Linked DNA regions of Mus musculus: region 2 is linked to region 1. The links are chromatin contacts, called in public Hi-C maps. All regions are on one chromosome and are shown on one strand. Each heading gives the region's core, a stretch centred on a gene start, on an enhancer-like site or on the middle of the called end of the contact. The rest is flanking DNA. Distances are from core to core; before and after follow the strand shown. Region 1 holds the start of Ado (2-aminoethanethiol (cysteamine) dioxygenase). Region 2 has its middle 14 kb from the start of Gm32515.

Evidence for each region. A called contact is a pair of places that touch in the nucleus more often than the background predicts.
Region 2: a Hi-C map of B cells shows a contact between it and region 1, with 6 read pairs. The contact joins the enhancer-like site here to the promoter of Ado in region 1. A contact is called at or near these places in 4 of 39 promoter capture datasets (3T3-L1-derived adipocytes, the C10 cell line and neutrophils), 1 of 15 datasets of contacts at CTCF or cohesin (the NIH/3T3 cell line), 3 of 484 Hi-C or Micro-C datasets (B cells, bone marrow-derived macrophages and nephron progenitors), 9 of 115 datasets of contacts at active chromatin or transcription factors (CD8 T cells, bone marrow-derived macrophages, craniofacial prominence and 5 more) and 2 of 9 other capture datasets (adipose tissue and liver).

Annotation. Positions count from the first base shown.
Region 1 is chr10:67,545,734-67,552,737 of GRCm38.p6, forward strand. It overlaps Ado (2-aminoethanethiol (cysteamine) dioxygenase), which reads right to left and starts at 3,222. Exons shown (of 1, transcript NM_001005419.2): 1 at 1-3,222. The coding sequence starts at 3,040. The coding sequence ends at 2,270.
Region 2 is chr10:67,675,491-67,682,494 of GRCm38.p6, forward strand. No RefSeq gene overlaps it. Among named protein-coding and RNA genes, the nearest start is that of Gm32515, 14 kb to the left of the region's middle. Within about 2 kb of position 3,736, at least 12 of the 459 cell types and tissues checked have an H3K27ac peak or open chromatin away from gene starts, as enhancers often do. A contact at or near this core is called in B cells, where this site is marked.

The DNA of each region.
Region 1 (7,004 bases), core at 1,972-4,471:
AAATCTGTATGTGGCTGAAAAACCATATTCATTATTAATATTCTATGAAAATAGTCAAATTTAAAACCATCACTTCCTATCTAGATGTTCATACGAGTGGCTCAAAGAGCTGCTTCGAGAGGCTCCAAAGGCATTTTAAAGACCATGATCAGAAAGAACTTGAACTCTAGCAGCCATGGTGGAAGTGTTTGGGTGTTGCTCATGGTTTGTCAGGTTTAAAGCAGGTTTCCACTGGCCTGTTGTTCTCATTTTTATTAAAATGAAACAAACAAACAAACAAACAAAAAGCCACAAGCCAAGCCAGCAATAATTTGCTGTCTCGTACCACTTTAATGACTGCACCGGGAAGGACACCCCTTCAGCCTGGATGTGTATCCTGGATACATGGAGCCAAAAGCAGTTTGTTTCCCTGCCAGGTCAACAAACATTTGTCACTCATGACAGTAAGTCTCCATTTATTGCCGATATTAGTATATTCTATTGCCACATGAGCCATCAAGAGAGCTTAGAAGACAGCTGGGCACATCTGATTTCTACAGTTTGTCTTTATGAAAAGGCCTGTGATAAAAAGGAACCCTACACATAGTAAACAGGGGAAACTGGTGGTCCATGGTCAGAATCGATAGACACGTCTGTAAACATGGTAAAGGGGCTGAGCCTCCGCCAGCCATAATACTGCAGCAGCGCTAGGGTTTGCTGCAGTGTTGGCATAGGGTTTAGTCTCCAATCTTGGTGCCCTAAATGGCTAAATTCTCAAGCATCTATTCCATGTATCCATTTCATATGTGTGTGTGTACATACATATGTATATGTGTATATATACATATTCATATGTTATGTATACACACACATTTATATGATGGTGTCTTATGCATCCACGGTTCCGCTCAAATTCACTATGTAGCCAAGTCTGACCTTGACTTCTGATCCTCCTGCCTATATTTCCTAAATGCTGTGTGCTACACTTGGTTTATGTGGTACTGAGGATTGAGCCCAGGGCTTCTTGCCTGCTTAGCCAGCAGCCTACTTCCAGAGCCCCTCCCAGGGTACTACATGCTCTCTACCTCTTCCTGCAAGAGAAGGCAGTAGTAGGCAGCACTGGCTCTTGTTTAAGGGAGTGCTGGGAGGCTATCTCCCGGCAGCACAGCTGGAACCACACAGCTCCTCTGCAGGCTCCCTCCACAGAGAACGCAAAAAAACAAAAACAAAAAACCAAAACAGAACAAAACCAACAACAACAACAACAACAACAACAACAAACAGTCAAGAGTATCTTTCTCTTCTTTCCTAGGAAGAAGCTGGAAGTAAATACGAGTATGGAATTCAACAGGTGGCCAGGGCCTTTACATTCAGTTATTTGGAAGCATAGCAGATTCCGCTCCTCGGAATCGTCTGGTTAGAAAACACATAATTATTGTATCATCTTTGAAGCACGTCAAGGAAAAAGTCAGCTGAGGATAATAATCGTCTTTGCTTTAAAGGCAAATCCCCAATAGCAACAAAAAAATTTGTTTAAACGACAGATCTTGAGACCCAAGGGAAAGACGAGCTTTAAGGGCCTGACAAGAGAATTCGCGTATGTGACCTTCTTACTAAAGGTTACCTGAGTACACCAGAAGTGGCTACCAAGCCAGGGGAGGAAAGACATCGTCCTCAACACGCACAGTTATGAGGGTGAACCCCAGTGCTAGAAAGATGTCTTTTCAGAACTCCTCACTTTAGATGCTGAGTAGTTTGTGTGTGTGTTTTAACCAAACGAATAACTAAAAAAAAAAAAAAAAAAAAAAAAAAGAAAACAAGAACAATTCAAGGTCATGCACAATCAGTAATAAATTAAACTATTAAGGAGCAATCGTGGGCAGGAGAGAAAACAAATCTGAGTCACCGAAGGGAAGAGGGATTCAAAACTACTTAGTGTATTTTGTAGAGAATGAGAAACAAAAATGGTTTCATTATGGCTTTAGGATGGAAGCGCTTTAGGGTCCCTGCCCGGTTCCCTTAAATCAAAGCCTTGGTGGCACTGAGGATACCAGGAATCAACCTAGCCTTCCGCCCACCCGCCCCCATAACCGTGCCCGGTGGTGGCTGTACTCCAGTGGGCCGTGTTCCCCAAGGTTCCTCAAGATGTGGCGCTGGTCACTCCAGTAAATCCATCGTCCAGGCGAGGGGGCGGAGAGAAGAGCCCTTATGGAAGATAGAGGGCAGCCAGGCCTTTCTTGAGCAGGGCAGGGTACATCTTTGGCCCACAGTTCCCCGGGCGGCAGGAGCTTCAAGGTAGGACCTTGGGGCCTGGATAGGGCTCTCCCTCGCACCAGAAGTCGTCGGCCTGTGGTGTCTCCAGGAGCCACACTTCTCGGGGAAGGTCGCAGGCAGAGCCGGAAGCCTCCTTGGGTCTGATGGGCTCCACTACACGGTAATAGTGGCAGTCCCGGCCGTCCTCCGGGTCGTAGGGTGGGGCCAGGATGTCCAGGAAGGCAGCTGGCCCGTCCACGGCATCAATCTGGTGCAGGTTGTCCCGGTGTGGAGTGAGCACGCAGGGCCCACTGGCCTCGGTGTACTCGGCCCGGGAACGCAGCACGCCCGGTCGCACGGCCTCCCGCTCCAAGGGCTGCAGCGGGGGCTCGAACTGCTGCTCTGGCGGCGGCCGCCGATGCCCGGCCCCCGTGTCCAGCTTGTCCATGCAGCTGATGCGGACCGTGCCGTACAGCACCTTGAGCATACCGTGCATGCCCGGGTGGTCGTGCAGCGGGATGCACGTGCCGCTCTTGAGCAGGAACACGCCCAGGCTGAAGCCCTCCGTCTCGTAGATGTGCATGTAGGTGACCGGCGGGAGGTTGCGGGGCAGCGGCTGCGGCAGCGCCTTGCGCGGCGCGATGTTGAGGTCCTCGGCGCGCACCTGGGTCAGCAGGCTCTTGAGCAGGCTCAGGTTCTCCGGGAAGCCCGGCGCCGGCCCTTCGGAGCCCGTCGAGCTGCCGCGGAAGGTGAGACACGCCTGGCGAGCGATGCGCTGGATCAGGGAGGCCATGTTGTCGCGGGGCATGCTTGGCGCTTCCTGCGCGGCTCGCGGCCGGCCCGTTCCGCCTCTGCGCCGCCCCTTGCGGTCTCCGGCGGCCGCCACGGCTACCCGCGCGGACCCCCGCGCCAGGCGGGAGACCTCCCCGCAACAACCGGCCAGCGGGGCGCGCGGGGCCGCCTTGCACGGTCGCCCGCTTAGCGCGCCAATGGTCGGGCGCTTGCCCGCGCGCGAAGGCGAGTGCGCACGCGCACGGCCGCTACCCGCACTCACGCTCCGGGGCCCAGACAGGCGCTGGCGCGGGCCGTGCCAGGCGCTGCCTCACGCGCGGAGCTCCATTCACGCGGCCCACACCAACGACTACAGCCGGGCGCGGCGGGAGCGCCGCAAGGCACGCTGGGATGTGTAGTCCGAGCCTGCGCTTGCGCGGGGCACGAACGCGTCCTGCGGAGCAGGGGAAACCAGGATTTTTTTAAGAACTTGGCAGAAAGCGAGCAGCGCGTTCGTTTTGCAGAGCCTCAGGGTGTTTACTTGTTTGATAAAACTGAACTATTATTGCAAGAGATATAGCCAGTTAACTACAACTCCCGCCATCCCCGCAGTCGGGGTGACATACTTCCGGCAGCTGGTGGAGGCTTCTCGCCGCTGGGAAAAAAACGGCACAAGAGGGTCGTTAACCTTCTTGTGCCGCTAGGGCCTGCTGGGTCACTCGGGGTCACCTTTGACCCTTGCTCCCTAGGAATGAGGTTTCGGGGTCAACCTTAGCTGCTCGTAGGCCACACTGTGTGCGCCGTGGAGATCTGTGGATGGCGCTTGTCTATTTTTCTGTTTCTTAGGAGGTGAATGGGGTCGGGCGGGTAACCAAAGCGGTCACCCAGCACAGCTGTGCGCAGCTGTTGTTTGCCTCTGGGCCTGATGACGCTGCTCCTTGACTCACTGATAGCGGGAAGCTTTGAGAGGCCATTTGCTACAGCCAAGGGTTCTGTATACTAGTGGTTATCCATCCGTAGGGCGCCCGAGAAACACCAGTTGAGGGGCAAGGGGCGTTTTGTCAGAATAGATTATCGCTGTCATGAGTCTCTAGAGCAATGCAACTATCGGGCTGGTTTATGAAGTTAGGTCACCGCAGAGTGATTATTCTCTGGACTTTTTGCAGACGTAGGTGGTGGCTGGCAAAGGAAGATAGTAGATATTATGAATTTAAATCTTACCCTTGAATTTAAGGTCTTCTTGGACTTTCAGAATTAAACATGGGTTTATAACTGCAGTGGCCCAGGAAATCCTTTTCAGTTAAGAAGGCAGGCTTTTAGTGTGTATGTGTGTGTGGGTTTTGCATCCTAGCCAGTAAGTGTGGTATTCCAGGTACCTTGTTAAATACATTAAATAATGAGTTTTATCTTAGTAATACCCTCACAGAAACTTTTAAGACGTAGGCACTGACTGTATTATTCCCCGCCTGTACACGAGAGATTAATTTGCAGGTGCGCATTTGGAAAAGACGTAAGTGCAACTTAACGAAACACAGTTTGAATTGGTGTAAAAGGAACCAAGGGACACAAGGACGTAGCTTCTGCAGCTTATTGTGGTGCTCACAAGCTGTGGCTTTCTGCACAGCGTACCTTTCCAAGTCCTCAGTTCATTCCTCCAAAGAATGCTGGGTTTGATGCATCCAGACTTCTGAGTCATTGTTTCTCACCCAAAGTCCCTCGGTAGCTTAAAGGGCGATTCTAGACGTTATACCCCAGGGCTTCTGATTCAGTATTGGGGTGAAGGATAGAATTCTGGTTGAGAGGTGCCCACTGAAGTGGTTCGAGGTTCAGCACCCATGTTGGGGGGGGTGTCACTGTGAGATCTGTAAATGGTGAGCCAACCCCATTTACATTCCACAGTAAGAGCAACTATTTGGCTACGTAAATGGATCCTTAAGATTACTTGTGTTTGAGCCGGGCAGTGGTGGCGCACGTCTTTAATCCCAGCACTCGGGAGGCAGAGGCGGGCGGATTTCTGAGTTCGAGGCTTACAGAGTGAGTTCCAGGGATAGCTAGGGCTACACAGAGAAACCCTGTCTCAAACAAACAAACAAACAAAAAGATTACTTGTGTTTTAGAAGCTGGTGGTGTGCCATCCTTAAATGCACTATGGAAGTTCATCATGTAAGGAAATCCCATGCAGTTTATTTGTAAAGTAAGGAATATTTAAGAGAAAGTTCTTTTGTTTTCACATACAGATTTTTTTGCTTACTGGCTTTACTTGTATAAAGAGTAGTTAGCAGGAGAAACAGACACCAAAGAGCACAGACCTAAGCAGCATACAGCCTGCTTGATTTCCACGCCCCCCACCCCCTCTTTAATAGTTGTCTGCAGTTACATGAAGGAAGCTGTATTTCATCTGTCAACTGGAAGGTTAGATACTTATGCAAATGCCCAATGATGCCTTTGGGAACAGAGTAACTACCACAGGACAATAGGTATTATTAAGATTTTTCAGTGGCTACAAGTTACCCTTTAGAGACCAATAGGTTTAGGCACTCAGTGAGTGCTAAAGCAGGAATGTGGACTTTACCGGTTTCAGAGCAGAGCTTTTCAAGGTTATTTTATTTGCTTTGACCTAGTAATGGCTCCTCTCAGGCCCTCATTTTTCATCTGCTAGCTGATAAAAGTTTCCAGACAACCTGCATAGGAAACACTGGGGGTGCTTGTCCAAAGGGCTCGTCCCAAATTACATTAAAATCTGCAGGAGAATCTTTTGTGTGTTGAAGTTTTGGAGACCCAGTGGGTGTCCGCCTGTGGTACTTTATAAGTCACAGGGCCTTCACAGTTCCCTTTGATGCTGTCCTTCAGAGCTGCACCAAGGAAGGAGGATAACTGAGCCTAGTGGGTTTGCCCACCAGAAGGGCTTTGCTCGGCTTTTCTGTCCCACTGTTAGTAGCACAGCTGGGCAGGAGACTGTATTCATGGCCTTTAAAAATAGTCTTTATTTTTCATTTCTCCGTCTTGCGGTATGCAGAGTGAAAACCAAAGGAAGGGTAGAAAAAAAAGAAATGGTAACAAAAGTCAGGAAAATGCATGGCAGGGAACAAGTTTGGGATATGTGGAATATATTGTCAATAAATAGTATCTAGTGGTTACAAAACTTAGTGTTTGGAGGCTCAACAAGGAACAAGGAGAGACAAGGTGTTGTTTCCCAAGGAATTTACTAGCAACTGTGCCCATCTCTAAGAGCATACAATGAACATGCAATACCCAAATCCATACATCCATGATAGCTGGAAAGTCCTTTGGGAGGTACATAGATTGATGTGTAGTCCCATGATGTCATCGGTGGTGTTATAAGAAGATAGCGACTGAGTTTGCATGCTTGTCTTTCTCACTATGTGACACTACACTTATCTCGCTAAGACATAGCATACTACCCTCCGCCATGTTACGCTATAGCATGAAGGGCATTGCCAGATGGCACCATGTTCCCCGACTTCCCAGCCTCCAGACCACGAGAAATAACTTCATTTATAAACTCCTCAGTCTGGCAATGTTACAGCAGCAGCAGACAGTCCGCAAAGCAGGGTGTTCTGCAGTACGGAGACTCGGAATGGGAGATTTCTTACTGATGTAAGCATTCAGAGACAATTGAACAGGGCCATAGAATGGTCTGGTGCTTGTGTGTGGTGTTTTACTTTGCATTCAGTTATCAGGGGTTTATTCCAAGTTTCAAAAAAGTAGCTATGGAAAACTATCAGAGCATGACAGTTAAGAGCCTCAGCAGTTAATCACTGGATGCTCTTTCAGAGGACCTGGGTTCTATTCTGAGTGCTCATGTGATGGTTTACAAACATCTTTTAATGCCAGTCCCAGGGACCGTGACAGTCTCTTTTTGCCTTTCAGGTACTGCCACATGAATTGCACAACTACATGCAGGCAAAGCACCCATACACTTAAATAATTTTTTTTGAAGTGATGTCTGACTCAGATAAAAAGGTGTTTTTTAAGGCATG
Region 2 (7,004 bases), core at 2,486-4,985, 130 kb after region 1:
TTTTGTTAACAGCTAGACAGACAGACAGCTTTAGGTGAACAGTCCTATATTAACAGGACCTCAAAGTGCCTTGCCTTTTGTTTCAGTAAAACTTTTTTTTTTTAATAAAACTGAGCATGCGCAGAAGATGCTCCTATGTGAGCTAAGCATGCCCAAAGGTGTTTCTGTCAGCCATTTTGCCTGTCCCTGAGATAAACAAGCAGGAGAGCCTGTTTGGTCTGACAGCTTTTCTTCTTCAACTAGGGTCTTAAAATGAGCACACCCAGACATGTTCTCCCCGACTGAGCATGCTCAGGAATGGGCCCACCCTTGCTTTCTCTTACAATCATGCATAGGCTCCATTTATCGACTCTCCCTGCTTCCTCTGTCGATGGAGAGCATTGCTTTGGGAATAACTCCCACACGCTCCTTCCCTGCTGCGGGTAACACAGCTTTCTCTACTCTTATTTCTTGGGTCTGCTTGCCTTTTTTCTTCATGCTCCCCATGATGTGAACCCAATGGGTTCTGTTACATAGCCATTAATATCTTAACCTATTGAATCCTGACAATGCCCTGTAGGCTGTGAACTATTCAGCACCTTGCTTTAAGAATAAAGATGCTATATATAACCCATTTGGTCCACATGTAACTTGCATGTTTGCTTTCAAGTCTGACCATGTGGCAATGGACAAACAATTGGTGTGCTCTTCCCTGGGGAGGGCCACCTCCCTAGCTTCCAGCTTTATTCAGTTGCCTGTAGTTCTTTTTTTTCCTTTTAAAAGATTTATTTATTTATTTATTTAATGTATATGAGTACACTGTCATTGTCTTCAGACACACTAGAAGAGGGCATTGGATCCCCATTACAGATGGTTGTGAGCCACCATGTGGTTGCTGGGAATTGAACTCAGGACCTCTGGAAGAACAGTCAGTGCTCTTAACTGCTAAGCCATCTCTCCAGCCTTGCCTGTAGTTTTTTTGTGTAGGGTTGAGGACTCCTGGGCTTGTCCCCAACCACTTAGGCACGTCTTGGGACTGCCCTTATTCAGCTCATCTCTGGGCAGCCATGGTAAAACTTCATGAGAACAACTTGCAATGTAACTAGGAGACACCATCTCACTGTAAGTCCCCAATGCTCTCGTTACAGTCTCTCTGCCCAGTCTTTCATAATGATCGCCTGAGAAGTTAGGTGCAGGAATGTTTTACATATACGTGTTCAATAACAATGAAAGAAGAAATGGCTATCTTGCCAAAAGCAATCTACAGATTCAATGCAATCCCCATCAAAATTCCAACTCAATTCTTCAACGAATTGGAAGGAGCAATTTGCAAATTCGTCTGGAATAACAAAAAACCTAGGATAGCAAAAAGTCTTCTCAAGGATAAAAGAACCTCTGGCGGAATCACCATGCCTGACCTAAAGCTTTACTACAGAGCAATTGTGATAAAAACTGCATGGTACTGGTATAGAGACAGACAAGTAGACCAATGGAATAGAATTGAAGACCCAGAAATGAACCCACACACCTATGGTCACTTGATCTTCGACAAGGGAGCTAAAACCATCCAGTGGAAGAAAGACAGCATTTTCAACAATTGGTGCTGGCACAACTGGTTGTTATCGTGTAGAAGAATGCGAATCGATCCATACTTATCTCCTTGTACTAAGGTCAAATCTAAGTGGATCAAGGAACTTCACATAAAACCAGAGACACTGAAACTTATAGAGGAGGAAGTGGGGAAAAGCCTTGAAGATATGGGCACAGGGGAAAAATTCCTGAACAGAACAGCAATGGCTTGTGCTGTAAGATAGAGAATTGACAAATGGGACCTAATGAAACTCCAAAGTTTCTGCAAGGCAAAAGACACCGTCAATAAGACAAAAAGACCACCAAGAGATTGGGAAAGGATCTTTACCTATCCTAAATCAGATAGGGGACTAATATCCAACATGTATAAAGAACTCAAGAAGGTGGACTTCAGAAAATCAAATAACCCCATTAAAAATGGGGCTCAGAACTGAACAAAGAATTCTCACCTGAGGAATACCGAATGGCAGAGAAGCACCTGAAAAAATGTTCAACATCCTTAATCATCAGGGAAATGCAAATCAAAACAACCCTGAGATTCCACCTCACACCAGTCAGAATGGCTAAGATCAAAAATTCAGGTGACAGCAGATGCTGGCGTGGATGTGGAGAAAGAGGAACACTGGAACACTCCTCCATTGTTGGTGGGATTGCAGACTTGTACAACCACTCTGGAAATCAGTCTGGCGGTTCCTCAGAAAATTGGACATAGTACTACCGGAGGATCCAGCAATACCTCTCCTGGGCATATATCCAGAAGATGCCCCAACCGGTAAGAAGGACACATGCTCCACTATGTTCATAGCAGCCTTATTTATAATAGCCAGAAGCTGGAAAGAACCCAGATGCCCCTCAACAGAGGAATGGATACAGAAAATGTGGTACATCTACACAATGGAGTACTACTCAGCTATTAAAAAGAATGAATTTATGAAATTCCTAGGCAAATGGATGGACCTGGAGGGCATCATCCTGAGTGAGGTAACACATTCACAAAGAAACTCACACAATATGTACTCACTGATAAGTGGATATTAGCCCCAAACCTAGGATACCCAAGATATAAGATACAATTTGCTAAACACATGAAACTCAAGAAGAATGAAGACTCAAGTGTGGACACTATGCCCCTCCTTAGATTTAGGAACAAAACACCCATGGAAGGAGTTACAGAGACAAAGTTTGGAGCTGAGATGAAAGGATGGACCATGTAGAGACTGCCATATCCAGGGATCCACCCCATAATCAGCATCCAAACGCTGACACCATTGCATACACTAGCAAGATTTTATTGAAAGGACCCAGATGTAGCTGTCTCTTGTGAGACTATGCCGGGGCCTAGCAAACACAGAAGTGGATGCTCACAGTCAGCTAATGGATGGATCATAGGGCTCCCAATGGAGGAGCTAGAGAAAGTAGCCAAGGAGCTAAAGGGATCTGCAACCCTATAGGTGGAACAACACTATGAACTAACAAGTACCCCGGAGCTCTTGACTCTAGCTGCATATATATCAAAAGATGGCCTAGTCGGCCATCACTGGAAAGAGAGGCCCATTGGACTTGCAAACTTTATATGCCCCAGTACAGGGGAACACCAGGGCCAAAAAGGGGGAGTGGGTGGGCAGGGGAGTGGGGGTGGGTGGATATGGGGGACTTTTGGTATAGCATTGGAAATGTAAATGAGCTAAATACCTAATAAAAAATGGAAAAAAAAACAATGAAAGAAGAGACTGTGAATTTGAAGGAGAGTGGGGAGGTGTGTGTAGGAGGCTTTTGGAAAGAGAAGAGAGAAATGTTTTAATTGTATTGTAATCTCAAAATTAAAAGTCTAAAATATAATAATGATGATGGTGATGAAGATGATGATAACAATGAAAGAAGCTCTGGGAAGGCCTTGCTTGAGGCTCTATGACAACAGAGCAACTGGGAGTTAGAATTGAATTCAGACCCAAAGCCCAACTCATCACCATCTTGCTGTTAGCATCACCAGAGCCAGAAGGCATGACTCTTACGATCCAGTCACGGGAAAGTTCCTGTGAGCGGTAAATGAACAGTTGTAGTTCTCAGACCAGTGAGATGTTTTTCTGCACTGAACAGGAGGGTAATTCCACTTCTAAACTGAGATGTTTCTACAGAGGCCAACTTGTGTTGAGCTGTGAACCATGAAGTATTTTTGGCCAAGAATCAGCCTCATTGAGGAGCTTTAGAAAGGATGTTTTAGTCTCACACTTAATATGCACACGTATTGGGATATACATTTTAAAAGAGGAAGTAATGTTGTTTTTCTCAAAGCTGAATGGAAACAAAGCTAGACCCTATAGGTGTACCCTGAGTTTAGCCCCTGTTCTCTTGAGACACCGTGGGGGATCATTGCCATGTTTTTCTTCTGAGTTGGCTTCGGTCCCTTGTGCTTGTGGTGTGTCCAGCATATCTTATAAGCAGGAGTCAGTCTGTTGGGCCCTATCTCAAAGTTAGTGTGTGGGAAATCACTCATCTGCCATGCTATGGCTCAATGGAGGCTGCACCCTTAATGGGGAGACACACACACCAACTTTTCCAATCATCTTGAAAGATTTTCACTTCCCCCTTTTCTTTTTTTGGGTGCCATTGCCTTCCTAGTAAGACTTTACCAGTTTACCGGTGTGCTTCCGTTGGTTTCCTTAGAAGGCCTGTGGCCCAGCAGTTCAGCTGGGGGACAACTTCAATTTCCCATGGGTTTCACTGGGCTTGTTTTCTTACAGGTATGAAAGTCTACTCTGGGCAATTGAAGGCCATGGATCTTATGTCTGACTACATATGTATATGTGTATGTGTATATGTATGTGTATTATATACATATATGATGTATATTTACTAATATGTATTATATTTACATATGTGTATATATATGTGTGTGTATGTGTGTGTGTATGTGTGTGTGTGTGTGTGTGTATATATATATATATATATATATATATATATATATAAAGTTATTATTTCTCCCCAAGAGCAGGAAGCATATTAAATCTTGGTCTTAAGACAGTAGAACTCAGAGATGATTCCATATCCCAAGGAACTTCTATGCTTCCCTCAGGAGAAGCTTATGTGTTTTTCTTGTTGTTGTTTGTGTGTTTGGTTGGTTTTCCTTTGTTGTTGTTGTTTCTTCTAGGATTAAGCAACACAGCCCGTCTTCTGGAACAAACCATGACGTTTTGTTTGTTTCAAGCTCAGAGCCCTAAGACAGAACGTGGTCCAGCCCCTCTTTCAGCATAGGTTGTAACTCTGTGACCCATCTGTGGCTTGCTTGGCATGTGCTTGGGTTGCTCAGCCTGGGTCAATCCTGTCAATAGAGAAGGTTGGGCACTAGGTAACCACAAGGCCTCCTGCCCCTTCCGTGTGGGCAGGGTGGAGCCCCTTAGAAGAGACCGTGGGTGGGTTGTCACACTGTTGACCTTTGCAGAACATCATCTCATGAGATGCTGAGGAGTTATCCGGCTCCTAGAGTGGCGCGTCAACGTAAGATGTTCTGTGGCTAGAACCATAGGTCCAACCCAGAGGGGCATCTACATCTTCCTTCACCTGGCATCCCTCAGACATGAAACAAATGTCATCATTCCTTTACAATATGCTTCACCTAACACTCACACTTCTTTTTCCTTGGCCAGTGTAGCTACCAAGGCCCAGCTGCCCATTTAGTCTACACCTCCTCGTTGCCATGAGTGGATCACACTCAGTAGACATCTAGCGAGGCCATTCATACAGATGCCAGCATGGTAACTAAACTGAAGCCTTGTCACCTTGGGGTTTTGCTCTGATAGAACTGGTTAAAACCAGTGACTTCTCGTCGTTGTCTAAAACCTTCGCAGTGTGGTGTTCTATAGCTTTAAGCACAGTAGAGAAGGTAACTTCAAAAATCTCCAGTATCAAATACACCAGGCCCATTGTGCTCCTGGTCTGTCTTCTGATGACTCCGCCGCCCCGACACCCCCCCCCCAGGTCCCTTTTAGCCCAGGGTTGTTGAAGAATAAGCTACCTATGATGGGGACAGTTTGATCTGGGTGAGAATGTTAAGGAGCAGGTGCTAAGGGCTCGGTCACTGTGCATGTTTGAAATGACAGGGTGGTGTGCACTGGGGGATTATCTGTGTAAAGGCAGGAAGTGTGACAAACTAGGCTTGAATTACACTTCTCATGAACAAAACCCCCTGGACAAAGCCCCGGTTCCTGAGTTCAAGGTAATCGCCTTACAGCAATTTGTTCCATAGGGCAGGCTCAGTGATGAACCACACTCTTTGCTTGAGCACTTGTCAAAAAAAAAAAAAAAAAAAAAAGAGTCTCTCCTGTCACTGCAGGTCCACAGAGCTTCCCTTTTGTGCATGCCCCATATTATCTTCTGTGTTTAACTACACACACACACACACACACACACACACACACACACACAGAGTAAAAACAAATCTTTTCTTTTTTAAATTCACCAGATGTGCAGAAGCTGTGTCAATAGGTAGGAACAAGTATTGCTCTTGTAGAGAACCAAAGTGCAGTTCTCAGCACTCATATTGGGGACTCAAGACTGCCTGTAACACCAGTTCTGGGAGATCCCACGCTCTCTTCCGGCCTTCAGAGGCACCTACACTCACATGCACTCACATCTTACCACTGTAGATACATGTCCACACACATATATAATTTTAAAAGTTTTTCATTTGCGGTGGTGGATAAATATATAAAAATGCACCTGATAGTGAAGTATAAAATCCATTGTGAAGCCCTGTGTCTTCAGAATGGCTTCTCTAGCTTGTAGAACTTATTTGAGATGTATAGACTTTTGGTCTGGTTCATTTCTCCTGGGGATGTTTTTTGTTTGCATTTTTTCATTTTTACAGCAAGGTTTATAATTATTTTTAATTTACAACTTTAAAAAATCCCTTACTGAAAATTAAAACACAAAGCAAACAAAAAGTCATTACAATTAGAGGGAAAATTTCTTTTAAGATGAGATTAATATCAAATATATATGTATATATAATATTTATATGTATCAAATATCTATCTATCATCTATCTATCTATAGATTATATGGGTGTTATCATAGACTAAATATTTACAATGGTGTGGTTTACAGCTTTAAACAAAGTAGAAATGTTAAATTCACAGCCTTAGAGGCTCCTAGTGTCAAATATATGAGGCTCATAGTGCTGGTCTCTCTGTCTCTGTGTCTGTCTCTCTGTGTCTCTTTGTGTCTCTCTCTGTCTCTCTGTCTCTGTTTCTCTCTGTCTTTCCTATTGTTGTGATACAACCCCATGACCAAGACAACTTAAGGAAAAGTTTATTTTGGCTTACAGTTGCACAGTGCTAAGAGTCCATAATCATCACAACAGGGAGGTGTGGCCACCAACAAACAGCAGACCCAACAGCTAATTGGGTCAATTAAGAAGCTGAGTGCTCACTTCCTGA